Linked DNA regions of Pan troglodytes: region 1 is linked to region 2. A link is a contact called in public HiChIP or PLAC-seq data. All regions are on one chromosome and are shown on one strand. The core of a region is the stretch at or near the end of the contact, and the rest is flanking DNA. Distances in the headings are between cores, read along the strand shown.

Region 1 (5,251 bases), core at 1,684-4,183, 270 kb after region 2:
GAGCAATGCGTGGCCATCATGTCTGAGGAGGATGGAGATGACGGTCAGAGGAGGGGCTGGGCTTTGGCTTTCCTGGACATCTGTCTATTCCCTTTTCTGCCGCTCCTTCTCAGCCAGAGGATGGGCTGCCCTGGAGTGCCCCCTACTGGACAGAATCTGCACCACCCTGGGCTCCCCTTTCCCTAAGCAGGCACCCTGCTGTCCACTCACTGCTTCCCGCAGCACTCAGGGCTCCCTTCACTGGGCCTAGGCTCCCCTCCAGAAACCCACACTGCCCAGCTCTGGCACTACGGGGAACCTGAGCTTCCCGAGAGAGGCCCCCCAGCTATAGGGACGGCTCTTGGGGGAGTGCAGGCAATTGTTTCAATAACTTCATCTATATGTATGAAGCACTCCACTCAGGATTTAGCACTGAACGCAGCAAATGCTAGCCACTCTCACTGTCCTCTTGGAACATACATGCTAATGGGAACTAAAGGGGTCTCTGGGAGCTTATAAAGGCAGTGGTGGGAGGCCGCGGTAGGCATTCCCTACCTGTAACCACTCTGCCCATTTTCTCTCCTAGATGGGGGCTGTGACGACTATGCAGAGGGCCGAGTTTGCAAAGTTCGCTTTGATGCTAACGGAGCCACAGGACCAGGGAGCCGGGACCCCGCCCAGGTGAAGCTGCTGCCTGGAAGGCACATGCTCTTCCCTCCTCTTGAGAGAGTCCACTACTTACAGGTATGGAACTGGGGGATACATCTCCTACCCTTGGTGCCACTCATCACTTTTCTCCAGTGTCTGTTATGCACCCCAATCCCCTCTTCCCTAGCCCTGGCTTTCAGGGCACCATAGAGCTGGGTGAAAGAAAGCTATAGCAAGAGAGGCATCCCTTCAGACCTCGTGGGGCCAGGTTTGCCCACCGGAGCAAACGTTTTGAAGGTTAAGAAGGTGGCACCATCTTCCGGAGTCCCCACTTGGTTCCTGCCTCTGCCTCTGTCCCTGCAGCACCTTCAGGTCTTACCCGCTCCTCTTCCCAGGTCCCCCTATCCCGGCGTCTGTCCCATGATGAGACAAACATCTTCTCTACCCCTCGGGAACCAGGCTCCTTCCTGCACAAGTGGTCATCCTCTGATGACATCCGGGTCCTCCCGGCCCAGAGCCGGGCCCTCGGGGGTCCTCCTGAGTACCTGGGACAAAGACACAGGTTGGAGGATGAGAAGGACGAGGAAGAGGCTGAAGGTGGGGGGCTGGCTAGCCTTCGCCAATTCTTGGAGAGTGGGGTTCTGGGGTCAGGTGGGGGACCCCCACGGGGTCCTGGCTTCTTCCGGGAGGAGATCACCACCTTCATCGATGAGACACCTCTGCCTTCTCCGACTGCCTCACCAGGGCACTCTCCTCGTCGGCCCCGGCCACTGGGCCTCTCACCCCGCCGACTCTCCCTTGGGTCCCCTGAGAGCAGAGCCGTTGGACTTCCTTTGGGACTAAGCGCAGGGAGACGCTGCTCCCTGACGGGGGGTGAAGAAAGTGCAAGGGCTTGGGGAGGATCCTGGGGCCCAGGCAACCCCATCTTTCCCCAGCTGACCCTGTGAGCCCAAGCAGGCCTGCTGAACTCAGAGGAGAAAGCCTGAGTGAGTAACACCTCATTCTGGCCGAGAGTAGGGCAGCTGCCTCCAGACTCTGGGGAGACGGGCGCTAGATTTGGGGCTCAGAAGGCCCTGCTCTCTCCCATCCAAGTGACCAGATGCCCTACTCAGCTTCCATCACCCCTAGCAATATGTATTAAAGTCTGAAGTGTTGCCATGGAAACCTCAGTGTCCAGTGTACTGCGGTGGAAAGGGGCTTGGAGGGTGCAGTGGCTCACAGGGGACACGACAGAGCAGGGGCAGCAGACAGAGGCACAGAAGGACACATGGAGAAATGATCACATGCTCCACCAGGCAGCCTCGCACAGGGAAGGCTGGGAGGAGCATATCCTGCTGGGGGCGGGGCTTGAGGACACACATCTTCGTTGGTTGGGGTATGAAGGATCTCTGTTCAGATTTGTTGAGGTGGTTTTAGAGGGTGGCTCCAGCCCCAGTGCCCAACTCTCCTTCTAACCTCAAATCCATGCAGGGGCTTACTTTATGGGCAGGAAAGGTTTTGGGGCTGACGCAGTGTCCCGGAGCTGGACACCTCCTCCTTGCTGCATTTTAAAGCTCTTTCTCCAAAGGAGTGCAGGGGTGGATGAGTGTGTGTGTGTGGGGGGGTGGGAGTGCAGGGGTGGATGAGTGTGTGTGGGGGGGAGTGCAGGGGTGGATGAGTGTGTTGGGGGGGTGGGAGTGCAGGGGTGGATGAGTGTGTGTGGGGGGGAGTGCAGGGGTGGATGAGTGTGTGGGGGGGGTGGGAGTGCAGGGGTGGATGAGTGTGGGGGGTGGGAGTGCAGGGGTGGATGAGTGTGTTGGGGGGGTGGGAGTGCAGGGGTGGATGAGTGTGTGTGTGGGGGAGTGCAGGGGTGGATGAGTGTGTTGGGGGGAGTGCAGGGGTGGATGAGTGTGTGTGTGGGGGAGTGCAGGGGTGGATGAGTGTGTTGGGGGGGTGGGAGTGCAGGGGTGGATGAGTGTGTGGGGGGGGAGTGCAGGGGTGGATGAGTGTGTGGGGGGGTGGGAGTGCAGGGGTGGATGAGTGTGGAGGGGGTGGGAGTGCAGGGGTGGATGAGTGTGTGTGGGGGGTGGGGGGGGCGAGGGGGGGATCGGCGTCCACACTCCTTTTTCTGGACCCAGAAGCGTGTGTGTGGAGGGAACACAGCCCCAGTAGTTACCTCCAGACCTCAGGGGCTGAAGTCACCGCTTGGGCTGAAGTCATCCTTCATGGATGCCCAGGCCTGCTCCAGTTCCCGCCTTTTGCCCTCCTCCTCCCGGTTTCTCCCTCTTATTCCACACTAGACCAGCTTTGTCCACTCAGCACTCTTCTCTCTCCATCTTTTCACATGGGCCTCTCCCACCATCGGGTCTCAGCCCCATCTTCTCTCTCTCTCTCTTGGCCTCCCTCATTATTTCTCCCTCTCCCTCCGCCTCTCCATCTCTCCTTCCTCCCCCTCCCTCCCCCTTCCCCCCTTTCCTCTCCCTCCCTCTCGGCTCCCGCATTTCCCCTCAGCTGCCGGCGGCTCCGACATCATGCTCCGGCTCCTCCGGCCGCTGCTGCTACTGCTGCTGCTGCCTCCCCCGGGGTCCCCTGAGCCCCCCGGCCTGACCCAGCTGTCCCCGGGGGCGCCCCCGCAGGCCCCCGACTTGCTCTACGCTGACGGGCTGCGCGCCTACGCGGCCGGGGCTTGGGCGCCGGCCGTGGCGCTGCTGCGGGAGGCGCTGCGGAGCCAGGCGGCGCTGGGCCGGGTGCGGCTGGATTGCGGGGCGAGCTGCGCGGCCGATCCGGGCGCCGCGCTCCCCGCCGTGCTTCTCGGGGCCCCGGAGCCCGACTCCGGGCCGGGACCCACGCAGGGGTCCTGGGAACGACAGCTTCTCCGTGCAGCGCTCCGCCGCGCAGACTGCCTGACCCAGTGCGCAGCACGGAGGCTGGGCCCCGGGGGCGCGGCGCGGCTTCGCGTGGGGAGCGCGCTCCGGGACGCCTTCCGCCGTCGGGAGCCCTACAACTACCTGCAGAGGGCCTATTACCAGGTTGGGAGCGGGCCGGGCAGCTCCGAGGGTCCCAGCCCTCACCACGACGCTGTCCTACTTTGCGTTGCCCAGGAGTAGGCGGAATGCTGTTGCCCGGGCCCCGGACGGGGCTGGGGAGCGTACCGCGGGCCTCTGCGTAGGAGCTGGCTAAGCGACCGCGAGGACCTCTTGAGATCGCAGAGGAGCAGCCGAGGGGGAGTGCGAGCAGAATGGGAATGGGGCGGGGAGGTCGTGAGGTGGGACGGGAGCAGATCGAAGATGGAGGGACCGGGCCGCCTCTTCCTAGGAATGAAGCGGAGGCGGTGGGGGCGAAACCGGCTCTCGGACGGGAAGTGTGCGTGGGTGTGTGTGTGTGTCGGGGGTGGTGGTGAGTGTGAACCTTCGCTTGGGGCAGGAGGTAGCTTCGGAAAGGAAGGAGCAGACGGAGGCCAGGTTGGGGTCCTCCGAGGCCAGACCTCTGCGGGCGGGGAGGGGACAGCACGCCGCAGCCGCCGGTACCGCAGCAGTTGCCTACGTGGCTGGGGAAGCGGGGCGCCGGTTGTACTCACCTCAGCTCAGGGTCCTAGAGACCTGCGGGTTTTGCTGGTCGCTGAGGTCTCCCCCACTTCCCCACCTCACTTAAGCCATCACTTCCACCTGGTCTCCCAAATTGAGGTCCTGAAGTCCTGAGACCCATGTCCCACCCAACTCCGACGTCTTTAGATCCCCTTTCCCTCGGTGCCAGCCTTCTGAGAGTCCCAACGTTCTGGCCTCTTAGGGGGTCTGCAGTTTGGGCGGTGGGCGGTTCTGATTGGCCAGTCTTCCATGAGGCTCTGGGGCACCCAGAGTGTGTGTCTGGGGTAGGGTGGGGAGGCTGGCCAGGGGGCAGAGGTCTGCCCCCCGTCCCAGGGCTCTGATGCCCTCCTCCCTTCGCCTCCTCAGTTGAAGAAGCTGGATCTGGCAGCTGCGGCAGCACACACCTTCTTTGTAGCAAACCCCATGCACCTGCAGATGCGGGAGGACATGGCTAAGTACAGACGAATGTCGGGAGTTCGGCCCCAGAGCTTCCGGGACCTGGAGACGCCCCCACACTGGGTGAGAATCCCAGCCCCACCCCTGTCTTGCCACCAGCCTTTTCCTGGCTGGATACACAGGCCTCACTAAACTGTGCGTTGTGCTGCTTGAGCATACAGATGGGGTAATGATCCTCAGCGACCCTGGCTGGGAGTCCTTCTCTAGGACTTCGTTTCCTTCCTGGATGATCACTGAAATCTGATGTTCTAACATTATGATTCTGAGGCCCACCCTTATTCTTCTCCACGGTGAAGAGGGACATGGAGTCCTTGCCCCAAATGAGACCAACACCCCTCTCCTCTCTACCTCCCAGTTTGGCAACCCCTGGATCTTAGGTGACTGACTGCTCCCTTCCCCAACAGGCAGCCTATGACACTGGCCTGGAGCTGCTGGGGCGCCAGGAGGCAAGACTGGCACTGCCCAGGCTAGAGGAGGCTCTTCAGGGGAGCCTGGCCCAGATGGAGAGCTGCCGTGCTGACTGCGAGGGGCCTGAGGAGCAGCAGGGGGCTGAACAAGAGGAGGATGGGGCTGCGAGCCAGGGGGGCCTCTATGAGGCCATTGCA
Region 2 (4,762 bases), core at 1,071-3,570:
GTAGTCATGTGTTCAACGCCACTTCTTGCCATCACTTTGCAATTATTGAAATGGGCATACTGAGCTCAGAAAGCAAATCTGATGCTTTCACGGGAGACAGAGCCACATTTGTGTTCTGGGTGGGATCACTAGTGCAGGAGAACACTACATCTTCTTCTGAAGGCAAAATGCTTGTAGGTTTTGCCTCTTTACTTTGCATTTACTTCTAAAATTGCACTTGTTCACCTACCAGTGTTTACGAAATCCTGTATTTGGGATGCTTTTTCTATAATAAAATATTATCATTTATGGGAAAGAAAAAAAAAAGAAAGCCTGCTGATCTGTGATCTGGTAAACTCCAGCAGGGTGGAGATCCCTGAAGGTCGCCCCCAGACCCAGCGGTCATTTCCTAGAACATTCGGCCAATCCTCACCCAGTGCTGAATCTCCGCTACACTGGGCTGCATAGGTAGTTCCCAGGCCCGCCCACAAGGGGTCATAATAGCTGAGATGAGAGGGGAGGCCGCCAAACCAAAGCCTGTCAGTCACCCCCTCCCTCCTCAAGGCTTGGGTTGGAGTCTGCAAGACACTACCTCTGCTCTCACTCCTGTCCTATCGGCTTGCTTATCAGCCATCTAAGGAATCCACTTGGTATACAGCCAGCACTCCTGGCATCACATCCCTTCCCCTTGCCCCTTGGGGCCGGGCTCCTCTCAGACAGCCAAATCTTCATCCACAGAATGCACTGGGCCCGCCCCGCGGCCTCGCGGTCCTAGGGAGGGCCCATATCCCAGCTTCTCCCTGCTCAGTCCCCTGCTGGCTCTCCACTCTCCCTCCACCACTGGCGCTTTATACTGCCAAGATTCCCCTATCAGCCCTGCTCTCCACCCTCACCCTAGTGAATTCCCTTCACTCTTTCTTTTCCCAGTTTGTTGACCTACTCAAGCAATGGCTTGAGGTCCCGGAGCTTTTCCTATGAAACCACAGCAGGTACCTGGTTTCCATCAATATTCTTTGGGAAACCTTGGGCTGTGAAAGAATCACTCGTTGCAAGGTACAGCCCCTCCCTCACCAGCCCCTTCCAGTTTCACTCAACTTAGTCTCCCAAATTTACGCTATATCCTTGCCTCCTACTTTTGAAGTTTATATCCCTAACCTGCCCCAGGGCTGAGACCGGTAGGACAGAGCCCCAGTCCCTTTCACACCGCACAAAACCCGCAGTTAAGCCTGGATGGCAGAGACAAGCCGGAAAAGTAGGAATCCCCCCGTGTTCCGCTCCCAGCGTCCTTCTTCCTGTCACGAGCAGGGCTTCTGCATTCTCTGCGGATTCTAGTCTCCCTGCATCCAATTCCTTCCAAGCTCCTCATTATACAGCACAAACTTTACTCTCATTCTTTTCACCCCTGATTCTTCGGAACCCACACCGACTCGCGGCCCGTTGTGAGTGGTATGACACAGAGAGACCTGTCCCCCTTTCCCAATCCCTACCTCCGCTTGTACTCGTCCCGCTCCCGCTTCACTTTGGCCAGCACGTTGTAGAGAGCGCGGATCTCGGGCGTGATGGTGTCGATCTGGACGCCCACCCCATCCGGGTGCACCCACGACAAGCCAGGCCCTTGCACCAGAGTGGGCTCCAGTCCCGGCCCGAGCCGGCGGGCGTGCGAGAACGACCAGATGGTGCCGGGCATGAAGCGGGCCGACGAGGAATAGGTGGTGGAGGTGGAGGTGGAGGACGACGAGAGGCTGGCCGCGGAGGGCGCGAGGGGGCCGGCCGGGGAGCGCGCGGGCGAGCCCAGCACGCGCGCCGAAGGGCTGCAGACAGCGGCCGGCCGGGCGCCCAGCTGCAGCCCCAGGGGCCGGATGGGGCTGACGAAGCCGGTCTGCACTGCCTGGTCGCGACGACCCAGGCCCCGCCGGCCCTGCTTACCCTCCTCCAGCGCTTGCTGCAGTTGCTTCTCCAACAGCCGGTTCCGGCGCTCCAGCTCATGCACCTTGGCCAGGAAGCAGCGGAACCGGAGGTTCAGGGTCTTGAGCACGTTGATGTTGGAGCCCAGGTCATTGCGGAGGGCCATGGCGGCAGGCGGGGCCGGGCCCGGCCCGGGCGGCGAGTAGGCAGCAGGGCCGGCCGGCGAGAGAGGCGCCGGGGGCAAGTCTCCTCCCCCGGCGAAGTGGTCGCCTCCCAGTGAGTCCCCCAGTGGCCCGGCCAGGCCCTGCTGCTCCTGCTGCAGGAGGAAGAGGTTGGGGCCGAATAACGGATTCATGGCTGCGCCTTCTGCTGGGAGATGCAGACCGGTGCAGGAGCAGGGATGGAAGGCGAGCCAGAAGAGCCAATGCGGCGCCGGCGGGACAGAGCCGACCAATCAGGCGGCTCGGAAGCGGGGCAGAGGTCAGGGGGCGGGCCGAGGGGAAGCCAATGACAGGCTCCAATTGGAGGCCGGACCCTGGACCTTTCCGGGTCTGAGGCCGAGCGCTGTGATGAGGGGAGCCACCGCCTGGACTCCAGCCGGGGTGGCGTAAAGCCCAGGACCTCCAGTACCCCATGGGTTCTGGTGGCAAGCCCATCTCCCCTACACGACTTTTTTTTTTTGAGACCGAGTCTCACTGTCGCCCGGGCTGGAGTGCAGTGGCGCGATCTTGGCTCACTGCAACCTCAGCCTCCCAGGTTCAAGCGATTCTCCTGCTTCAGTGTCCCGAGTAGCTGGGATTACAGGCACCCGCCACCACGCCCGGCTGATTTTTTGTATTTTTAGTAGAGACGAGGTTTCACCATGTTAGCCAGGCTGGTCTCGAACTCCTGACCTCAGGTGATCCACCCGCCTTGGCCTCCCAGAAAGTGCTGGGATTACAGGCATGAGCTAGTGTGCCCCGCCTTCCCCTACACTTCTATTGCCCTCCTCTCCCCGGAGTTCAATCACCCCTAGCTCTGACTCCAGGGCTTTCCCTTCCTGGGAAAACCCAAGGATGCAGGAGCCTAAAACTGACCTTATTTCTCAGTAGCACCCAACCATTCCCTCTCCTCAGAAGATCCCAGTCCCACCTTCCCATCTTTACCCTTAAAGCAGCAAAGGCAGTACCCAGTTCCCTCAAAAATACTCAGTGGCCAGAGGTTTTAAAATGTGTATTAAATTTCATGGGTATGCACAGTAGAGAAGGCATCCTCACAGAGGCAAGAGTTCCAACCTGGTGACAATGGCAGTGAGCCACCCGTCTAGTTTTCAACCATCTAAGATAGCAGCAGCTGGCTGTTGCCCCTGGACTGAGATTTCTTCCTCTTTGCTGGTGGGAGGCGGCTGGAACGGATGGGAGACACAGTAGGAGGCTGAGGCCCCTTGGGGGTATCATTCTGTTTCTGCAAGGCAGCTTTCTCAAAAGGCTGCTCTGGCAACTGCTGCTTCTCAACCCCCTTGGCCCTTCCAAGGGGCTGATGATGGTCCTTAGGTTTCAGGGTGGCCTGAGTCTTGGATGGGGATAACACAGCCGGTGTTTGTGTGTCTGTGCCCTTGGGAGGGGCATTCTGCTTGAGGAAAGCAACTTTCTTGGAGGACTGTAATTTAGGTGATCGTTGCTTTAGCTTCCCAGTCACCTTTGGCTCCCTGATCCCTTCGGCTTTTCCAGCTGGCTGACTGCTATCCTGGAAGCTGGAGGAAGCTTGGGTCTTTGTGACAGAAGGTACAGTGGACAATTCTGAGTCTGCCCCTTTGGAGATGCCATTCAGCTTCTGGAAGGAGGCCTTCTTGGGATGTTGCTGTTTCTGCAGCTGCTGCTTTGTCTTTGCAGCCCCCTTGGCTTTCTTGGCTGGCTGGCTGCTGTTCTCAGACTTGGGGATGACCTGAGGCAAGTCTACATTTGTAGGTGTGGCTGTTTCAGAATTTCCTGGGGTTAAAATTAAACAGATGGTGTCAGAAAATGGGCCTTATCACCATATTTTAATATTCTCATATTAAAATATGAGAATTGCCATTTCCTGGGCAGGAGCTCCACACAATTAGGTCAGTGCCTAAGAGCAGATTACCTAAATTCCCATTACTTAATATAACTTGGCCTTTACTCAAGTCCTAGTTGAACCTTGTATTAAAAGATCACTGCCTATAGGCCAGGCGTGGTGGCTCACACCTGTAATTCCAGCACTTTGGGAGGCCAAGGCAAGTGGATTGCTTGAGGCCAGGAGTTCAAGACCAGCCTAGCCCACATGATGAAACCATCTCTACTAAAAATACAAAAATTAGCCAGGGATGGTGGTACACACCTGTAATCCTAGCTACTTGGGAGTCTGAGGCACAAGAATCGCTTGAACCTGGAAGGTGGAGGTTGCAATGAGCTGAGATTGCACCACTGCAGTCCAGCCTGAGCGACAAAGCAAGACACCGTCTCAAAAAAAAAAAAAAAAAATCACTGCCTATCCTTGGGCCAAAAGGTTTCTACAGGAAGCTGCGCCCTCTTGAGGACAGGAAGTAACAAGACGCTGTAAGGAAGAGGTGAATCTCAGGGTTTTGGGTTTTTTTTTTTGTTTTTTTTTGTTTTTTGAGATGGAATCTCACTCTGTCACCCAGGCTGGAGTGCAGTGGTGTGATCTCGGCTCACTGCAACCTCTGCCTCCTGGGTTCAAGCAATTCTCCTGCCTCAGCCTCCGGACAATCACAACCGTGCGCCACCATGTCCGGCTAATTTTTGTATTTTTAGTAGAGATGGGGTTTCACCATGTTGACCAGCTGGTCTTGAACTCCTGACCTCAGGTGATCCACCTGCCTCAGCCACCCAAAGTGCTGGGGTTACAGGCACGAGCC

Evidence for each region. HiChIP or PLAC-seq counts read pairs in DNA pulled down with a chosen protein or histone mark.
Region 1: an H3K4me3 HiChIP or PLAC-seq map of stem cell-derived excitatory neurons shows a contact between it and region 2, with 3 times the contacts expected there. The contact joins the promoter of P3H3 here to the promoter of IFFO1 in region 2. A contact is called at or near these places in 1 of 7 Hi-C or Micro-C datasets (stem cell-derived neural progenitor cells) and 1 of 1 datasets of contacts at active chromatin or transcription factors (stem cell-derived excitatory neurons).

What each region holds. Positions count from the first base shown.
Region 1 is chr10:14,007,847-14,013,097 of NHGRI_mPanTro3-v2.0_pri, forward strand. P3H3 (prolyl 3-hydroxylase 3) reads left to right here and starts at 2,934. Exons shown (of 15, transcript XM_016922862.4): 1 at 2,934-3,635; 2 at 4,557-4,709; 3 at 5,051-5,251. The coding sequence starts at 3,138. It overlaps GPR162 (G protein-coupled receptor 162), which reads left to right. Exons shown (of 5, transcript XM_016922866.3): 3 at 1-43; 4 at 566-723; 5 at 1,023-1,791. The coding sequence ends at 1,574.
Region 2 is chr10:13,737,195-13,741,956 of NHGRI_mPanTro3-v2.0_pri, forward strand. It overlaps IFFO1 (intermediate filament family orphan 1), which reads right to left and starts at 2,321. Exons shown (of 9, transcript XM_009424682.5): 1 at 1,467-2,321. The coding sequence starts at 2,239. NOP2 (NOP2 nucleolar protein) reads right to left here. Exons shown (of 16, transcript XM_054664005.2): 16 at 3,080-3,851. The coding sequence ends at 3,202.